Regions from separate parts of the Triticum aestivum genome. Here region 2 is linked to region 1. Evidence: chromatin contacts called from public Hi-C data. All regions are on one chromosome and are shown on one strand. Each heading gives the region's core, a stretch centred on a gene start, on an enhancer-like site or on the middle of the called end of the contact. The rest is flanking DNA. Distances are from core to core; before and after follow the strand shown.

Region 1 (4,232 bases), core at 1,040-3,539:
TTCCCGAAATGTTCTGGTATGGGAACACTTTATTTGGGCCAAGGGGTAAAGCCCACGGGGCAGATGCTAGGGGCCAGACGCCAAGGACCCTGGCGTTTGGGGCCAGACGCCGAGGACTCTGGCGTCTGGTCCTGGAGTCCGAGAAGGACTCTTACCTTGCGGGCTAAACCGACTTTGAGGAGGCTCTTTCTCCAAAAAACGACCCCGGGGCTCAACATATAAATAGAGGAGCAGGGCTAGCACCCAAAACACATCAAGATTGACCAAGCCGTGTGCCAGCAACCCCGCCCCTCTAGTTTATCCTCTGTCACAGTTTCCGTTGTGCTTGGTGAAGCCCTGCAGAGATTGTTCTTCACCACCACCATCACCACGCCGTCGTGCTGCCGGAACTCATCTACTACTTCGCCCCTCTTGCTGGATCAAAAAGGCGAGGACGTCATCGAGCTGAACGTGTGCTGAATGCGGAGGTGTCGTACGTTCGGTACTTGATCAGGACGGATCGTGAAGGTGTACGACTACATCAACCGCGTTGATAAACACTTCCGCTTAGCGATCTACAAGGGTATGTAGATGCTCTCCCCCTCTCGTAGCTATGCATCTCCATGGATAGATCTTGCGTGTGCCTAGAATTTTTTTGTTTTCCATGCAACGTTCCCCAACAGCGTGTGCATGTGATATTCAAGGGGGTAGCTTTATATGAGACGACGGTTGATATAGTAAACCGAACCGTTTTTCACTTCTAGGTGACATTTGGTGTAATATTGCAACTTTGAGCGCAATTTTGATGATGTACCGCTAGAAGCAATAGCTCTTTTATTATTAGATAGAGATTTGTGCTATATGTCGGGCAACACGATGTTGCATGAGGATATGTGCAAACTTTTCATGGATGTGCAGAGGATGGAGTTCGACCGGGAGAGATGAAAAATAAGTTGAACATTGAGAGAGAGAGACTCTTGAAGCAAGGGAAATGTGCAAAATTGTAGCTTAAAAAGGAGGCGACAATGCAAGGAATTGTGCTTGAGAGAGAGAGGGAGAAATTGAGGCTTTGAGAGAAACAGAGGAGTCGAGGATTATGTTGCAGGACACTAGCCTCTTGGATGACAAAAGCAAGAAGTGGTTGATGAACATGAAGAAGATGATCAACGAACGAAATAATAGAAGCATCTGATTCGCTTGTGTATCAACTACTCCTTTTGTCTCATAATATAAGAACGTTTTGCAGACTATGTTAGTTCAAAAAATGTTCTTATATTATGGGACGGAGGAAATATTTATGTATGAATTGTTGAATTTTATTTTGGCATGTGTTGAATTATGGTTCATTTTGTTTTGTTGAATTGTTGATTTAATGATGGATTTTGTGCTATATGATGGAGGTGCATATATTTGCATGAATACTATGGTTTGCATATGGGATGAGGTTGTGTCCCGAGAATAAATAAGTGTTCGGTCGGCATTGTCTGCGGGCGAGCACGGGCGGACGTTTACTGTTTGCTGCTTGGCGTCATGGCGTGCATCGGCCGTCCTGACGTCGTGAGCAAGAGAGCAGGGGCGGCAGGAGAGCCACCGGAAGCATGTCTCGGCCACGTCCGCCTAGCGACGACAGAGGTCGGTGGCAGGAAGCCCGAACCGGAACCTCCCGCGGATCTGGATCTCCCCCGGAAGTCGGAACCCACCCCAGTCGTCGACGTTGATGGCCGGTGTGTTGAAGAGGAAGAAGAAAGGCGGCAAGGCAGGCAGAAGACAAGAGGACGAGCGTCACGCACGCGTTGCCTCGCACGAGCCCGCCGGCCGGCGTCGGCGTCCCGCCCCAACACGCAGCATACGTGCCCAAGCGTGCAAGGAAACGAAGCGACGATCCCCTTTCCGTCCACGTGAGCTGAAGGCCTGGAGCCGCATGCGTGCGGCCTCGCACGGCACGGCACGCCTCGCCGGCCCGGAAACGGCCGAAACAGCGGCCAAACCATCCCATCCCATCCGCCCGCGCGGCACCCGGCGATCCACACGACACGACACCCACCAGCCGCGGCGGCCGTTTTGACCGCGCTGGGTCCTCCACGGCGGGCGGTTGCGTGCGGTACAACCGAACTGGAGGGCTCGCCTCGAGTCCTCCACGCAACGCGCAGGTGAAACCAAAACCGCCGTCCCTTTCCTCGCCCCGGCGGGCACACGACGCACAGTTCCTGATCGTTCTTCTCACCTCCACCGAGGCGAGGCCTCGTTTCCTTGCGTGCTTCCTTCGTCTTCCCAGCGGTACTTTTATACGCCATCTTCCCGCAGCTGCAGCAGCACCCATTCATTCGTTCGCTCACCCAGCAAAAGCTCTCGCCCAGTAGATACACACACGTAGATACTACTACTACTGATACAGTTGCGTACACGCGAGAGTGGTTCGATTACGTTAGCATAACACTAGCCATTATTTTTTCATTTCATCTCATCCGGGGTCTGTCAGTTATACCACGGTGCTAGTAGTTGCTGCGGTGATTCCCACCATGGAGGTGTGCTGCTGCTCCACCTCGTCCTCCCTCCTCGCCGGGGGCCGCTTCGCCGCGCCGGCGCCGGCGGCCGCGTACGCGCGGCACCGGGGCGCGGCGGCGGGAGGAGGGATCCGCAGGGCGGCCGTGCTGGCGCTGGCGCGCCCGCCGCGCCCGGCCACGGCCTCGCGGCCCGCGCGCCGCGGGGTGACCCGGGCCGTCTTCGAGCGCTTCACGGAGCGGGCCGTCAAGGCGGTGGTGCACTCCCAGAAGGAGGCCCGGGGGCTCGGGGAGGGCGCCGTGGCGCCGCGCCACCTGCTGCTCGGCCTCGTCGCCGAGGACCGCTCCGCCGGGGGCTTCCTCTCCTCCGGGATCACCGTCGAGCGCGCGCGCGAGGAGTGCCGGGGCCTCATCGGCGCCGCCGCCGCCCAGAAGGCGGGCGGGCTCGACACCGACGTGCCCTTCGACGGGGGCTGCAGGCGCGTCTTCGAGGTCGCCGTCGAGCTGTCCAGGAACATGGGCTGCAGCTTCATCTCCCCCGAGCACCTCGCCATCGCGCTCTTCACGCTCGACGATCCCACCACCAACAATCTCCTCAGAAGGTAGGTACTCCAGTTATGTTCAGTATCCAGGAATTCCCCTTTCGTTATTTATTTATTTATATTTCACCACCAATTATTCATTCATTGTGCTGCCATCCACCAGTACTGATCAAATAATCATGTTTATAGCCAATCGATTTATCATATACTGAGTTCATCTTCCCTTGTGAGCTGAGCACGAGATACTACTTCAAATTATGACCCATAATAACTGTACAAATAGTAATACTAGACACATAAGTTAACATAAAACCAAAACGTGGTCCGCGGGAAGTAAGCGATTATACTCATTCGTAAGATCACGTAGGGATTATTTTTTCGCCATCATCGATCAGACTTGTGGAAAAAAAATTAACACTTAACTGTTGTAGCTTGGGAGCGGATCCGAGTCAGCTAGCGTCAGTTGCAGTCACCCGACTCCATGAAGAGCTTGCAAAAGATGGCAGAGATCTCGCAGGAGCATCTTCTCTCAAAGTGCCCGAGAAAGCACCCGCTGGAGCTGGAGCTGGAAGATCTGCCTTCAGCAAATCCTTGAGTAAAAAGAAAGGTCAGTAGTCAACTATTCGAGTGTTAAACAAAAAACAAGTCACCTATTTGCATGTATTGAAGCCTATTATTATTATTATTATTATTATTATTATTATTATTATTATTCTAATACAAGCCATGGGATCTCTGTTTCAGATAAAGGTGCGTTGGATCAGTTTTGTCTAGATTTGACCACACAAGCCAGTGGAGGGTTTATTGACCCTATTATTGGCCGTGAGGAGGAGATTGAAAGGGTGGTTCAGATAATATGCCGGCGAACAAAGAACAATCCCATCCTTTTGGGTGAGGCTGGTGTTGGTAAAACCGCGATCGCCGAAGGTTTGGCTCTTCGGATTGCAAATGGAGATGTCCCCATTTTCCTCGTGGTAAGCTTGAATTGCGAGTGATGGATACAGACAGGTTTCTGCATTTATGAAATTCTCTTGCAAGAACATCAATAGTATTCCCAACTTAAATCATGCAGGCAAAGCGTATAATGTCACTAGACATTGGCCTGCTTATTGCTGGCGCAAAAGAGAGGGGCGAACTGGAGTCCAGGATCACTAGTTTAATTCGTGAAGTCCGTGAAGCAGGTCAGTTCGATCGTAATGCAATCTAAAAT
Region 2 (4,232 bases), core at 1,279-3,778, 150 kb before region 1:
CGTCCAACAGCGACGCAGGGCACCCATTCAGGGATCAGGATGAGCAAGAACACCTCAATCAGCTGCGCTATGATCTGCATGTTCCCTTGCGGCAATCCAAAAGTGTCTACCATTTCCAGAGCCACAGAAAGGCTGGTATCTTGGTCCACATCGAATGGGAACTCGGCATTCTTAAAACAACCTGAAACAATTTGACGTGTCAGTGTAGGATGAAGTATTAAGTTTGTTGAAAAGAGGTTTCTTGGGTGCTCTACTTACCACTGGGATCAGGAAATCTTAGCGATAAATTAACATGGTCGGTGACATGCATATCGCCTTTCAGTGAGAATTCACCCTTCCATAGCATGAAATTGGCAGACTGCCGCCCATCTTTAGTCACACTCAAGACCAGGGAGACTGAAATAGGAGGCGCTGGGATTGGGATAGGCTTGTCTTTCTGGAGGAAACAGTTCTTCAAGAGCTCACTTGCACAAAGTCTTTCAGCTGCGGGAGCCAAACAGATTTCTATGAAACCTCTTACTTCTGCATCTTCAACCTTGGAAAGCACAGCTGGTTTTATACCCTATATAAAAAAACATTGGACGAAAATCAGTTGTTGTTTGATAGATAATCTTCAAAGGGGATGGGTACTTTGTGGACCCCAAAGCACTTACTTCAGAAATTTTCTTGTATATCCATGGCTTGCCTTCGCATTCACTGTATGGATATTCACATGTCACCATTTCAAGCATGCACATCCCAAATGAATATATATCCACCAACTCATTGTAATTCCCGGTGAAGAGTTCTGGTGCCATAAACTCTAATGTGCCTGCATTTTGATGACATAAATCTTGTTAGTACAAGCCTTCCTAAAAATGCTATTTCGTAAAACAAAGTATGCTGTGAGTGAGTCGTATCCTTAAGAGTAATCTACAGTAAACAGAATATATGTATATATTTCACATCTGTAGCTGTTAGAAAAACACAATGTCACACACCTTTGATACTTCTGGTTTTCCGTTGATGCAAAAATGTCGCCAGACCAAAGTCACCAATCTTCACTTGTCCATCATGACCGTTTATGAATATATTGTCACACTTTAAATCCCTATGAATAATCGCTGGCTTCTGACTGTGAAGGTATTCCAGCCCTGTCAATATCTGTATTGCCCATCCTCTCATAGCCTTCATACCGACTTTATTGTGCTTCTTACGGAACCTGGTTATCATTCCAAATTTCAATGATCAGAATGTTCTGAATGAAAGGGCGATAAGAGTGAACTCTATGTGTGGTTAAATTTCAAACTTTCTCCAAGCAACAGCAGACTCCAGCATGGTTGGTTAAAATGACACCAATTCAATAAAGTACATCAACTTATAAACGGAAACGGTAATCCATAACAGAATCAGGCAAAGTATTACGGACGAGATGGACTGGTAGAGCTAAAGAAAAGGTACATACTGCCTCAAACTGCCGGATGTGCAGAGCTCTGTGATGATGTTAACTGTCTTCTTGTCCTCATCAATCCATGAGGCAAACAACTTCTGAATGTTCTTGTGCCTCAGCGTCTTCAACAGACGGATCTCCGTATTCAGTTGTGCCATCTTCTCTGAGCAACCCATGACAGAATCATCAATCCGTGTTTGGCACCATGCGACCTCATCGCCCTCCAGCTTATCGAAGGCCTTGTAGCTATTGGCAGGATAACCATTGAGGAACACACGATGAATATCAGTCTTACGCGGACATGGATAAATTCCAGACAGAAAACAGGACCGAAATATGTAAAGTTACAAATAAACAAGAACTTAAGTTGCTTAGGCTATATATAGGTTGGCATTTGGTGTAGGGTAGACACACTAGTAAATAGTAATGCAGCAATGTGAACAGATTGGCGAGATTAGAGCGTACTACTATGTTTGCCATGGATTTGCCGAGGTTTAACCGAAATAAAAGCAGGAATTTGGTCAGTTTATATCACGGTGATGAAACATTGTTAAATATCGCACTTCATACATGATCTTATCTAACCACCAGAATCGAACGCGAAATCAAGATCTAGACGAGCAAAAAAAAAAAAAAAAACAGCAGATGAGACGAGCGATCGAAGGATGCATACACTGTTTTGACGGCACCCGATCCCAAGATCTCATCGTACTGCACGCGCAGCAATCGACCAAACAAGAAACAAAACAAGAATTAGACATCCAAGGAACAGAGTTACCAAGCAAGTAAAAACGGCAGCACTCGACGAGGACAAGGGGTACGTACCCGGATGAAGCGGCCGGTGGGATCGGCCTCGGCGTAGGCCTCGTCGTCCGGCGGCTCCGTCTGCTGCTCCTCCGCCTCCACGGGATCCATCCCCTCCTATCTGCCGAGCCGAATCGCTGGAGTTTCGAGCCTCAACAACTGCTTCCCAGCTTTGGCCTGCCTCCGGGCGGCGGAATTTATGGGAGGGGTTCGCTGCGGAAGCCAGGGCTCCCTGGCCGTCGGATCTGGGCTTGGACGGGGATCGAGGGGGGTGCGGCGGGTTCCGGACGGATCGAGGGGCGTGGAGGTCGTTGGGGGAAACTCGTTGAATCAGGATCTGAAACGGCCGGGAGCTCGGGATTCTAGGGCTAATGTTTCTGATCGGCAGGCCGATCTCACGCGTGATCGGTCCATCTGCGCGCGCGCCGCGTGTGCCTCGCGGGCCCACCCAACCGATTCTTTCCTTCCTTATCCGGAGGGACAGAACCTTGACTACTAGGGGGCCCGCCGGCTTTGCTGCGAGGGGTGCTCGCGCTGCCCGTGCTCCGGCCATGGCCACTGTGCTGCGGCCGTCATGCTACAACGACGGCAACGAGGAGGCAAGGAGGGGTATCGCACGCTGCGACCCCGTGCTGGAACCGACGTCGGGAATGTTGCGACCGCAGTATGTGCATGCTGGAAACTGGCACCGCGAATGCTGCGATCGTCGTTGGTGGAGCTGCAACCGATGGCGCAAGCTGGAACCGGCGACGGCCCGTGCTATGAACATTGTGTACGATCGCCGTTAGGGTAGCTGCAACCGGCGGCGACCCCTGCTACAACCATCGTTTTGGCGGAGCTGCAACCAGCGGGGATCCATGCTACAACTGTCGTCATTAGGGGAGCTGCAACTAGCGACGACCCATGCTACAACCATCGTTTTGGCGGAGCTGCAACCAGCGGCGATCTATGCTACAACCGTTGTCATTAGGGGAGCTGCAACCAGCGCGACCCGTGCTACGAACCGTCGTGTTGACAGAGCTGCAACAGGCTGCAACGCGTGCTACGGCTGTTGTTCGGCGGAGCTGCAACCAACGGGCGGCAGAGCTGCTTGATACTCTTTTTGATGTTGATACATCTTCCGTTGTGCTACAACCGTCATTCGCGCGGAAGCCAGCCCGCCCGGCGATGTAGAGGACAGCACGGAGGCTAGCACGCCCGACGACCAAACATCATGTGGCCCGGAGGCTAGCCCACCCGGCGGCCAACCATCCCGGCTGCATGGCAGCCAGCCCGCCCGACAGCGACCAGAGTGAGGATCCAGCTTGCTTCGGCGGCCATCCAGGCCAACGCGTCGCCAGCCCGGCCAGCGTGGACCAACAGTACGGGGATCGACCGGAGGGCTCGATCTCGATCCAAACTTCAATTTTGGGGGAAGTTAGATTTGTTTGATTGACATGTGGGTCTCACATGTCATAACTGTCAACATAACAAGTTGCCACGTTGATGTCTAATACGCAACCTTCTTCTTGTAGACTCGTGTTGGGCCTTCAAGCGTAGAGTTTTGTAGGACAGTAGCAAATTTCCCTCAAGTGGATGACCTAAGGTTTATCAATCCGCGGGAGGCATAGGATGAAGATGGTCTCTCTCAAACAACCCTGCAACCAAATAACAAAGAGTCTCTTGTGTCCCCAACACATCAAATACAACGGTAAACTGTATAGGTGCACTAGTTCGGTGAAGAGATGGTGATACAAGTGCAATATCGATAGTAGATATAGGTTTTTGTAATATGAAAATATAAAAACAGCAAGGTAACTAGTAGTAAAAGTGAGCGAAAACGGTATTGCAATGCTTGGAAACAAGGCCTAGGGTTCATACTTTCATTAGTGCAAGTTCTCTCAACAATGATAACATAATTAGATCATATGACAATCCCTCAACGTGCGACAAAAGTCACTTTAAAGTTCCTATCGCGGAGAACATAAGATGAAGTTGCTTGTAGGGAACAAAACCACCT

Evidence for each region. A called contact is a pair of places that touch in the nucleus more often than the background predicts.
Region 2: a contact with region 1 is called in a Hi-C map of leaf, with 4 times the contacts expected there. The contact joins the promoter of LOC123122318 here to the promoter of LOC123122316 in region 1. A contact is called at or near these places in 1 of 5 Hi-C or Micro-C datasets (leaf) and 1 of 1 datasets of contacts at active chromatin or transcription factors (leaf).

The regions. Positions count from the first base shown.
Region 1 is chr5D:423,525,383-423,529,614 of IWGSC CS RefSeq v2.1, reverse strand. It overlaps LOC123122316 (chaperone protein ClpD1, chloroplastic), which reads left to right and starts at 2,289. Exons shown (of 12, transcript XM_044542506.1): 1 at 2,289-3,082; 2 at 3,454-3,629; 3 at 3,767-3,996; 4 at 4,095-4,203. The coding sequence starts at 2,499.
Region 2 is chr5D:423,679,004-423,683,235 of IWGSC CS RefSeq v2.1, reverse strand. It overlaps LOC123122318 (probable serine/threonine-protein kinase WNK9), which reads right to left and starts at 2,528. Exons shown (of 7, transcript XM_044542508.1): 1 at 2,255-2,528; 2 at 2,103-2,140; 3 at 1,445-1,675; 4 at 981-1,201; 5 at 654-811; 6 at 259-562; 7 at 1-181. The coding sequence starts at 2,344.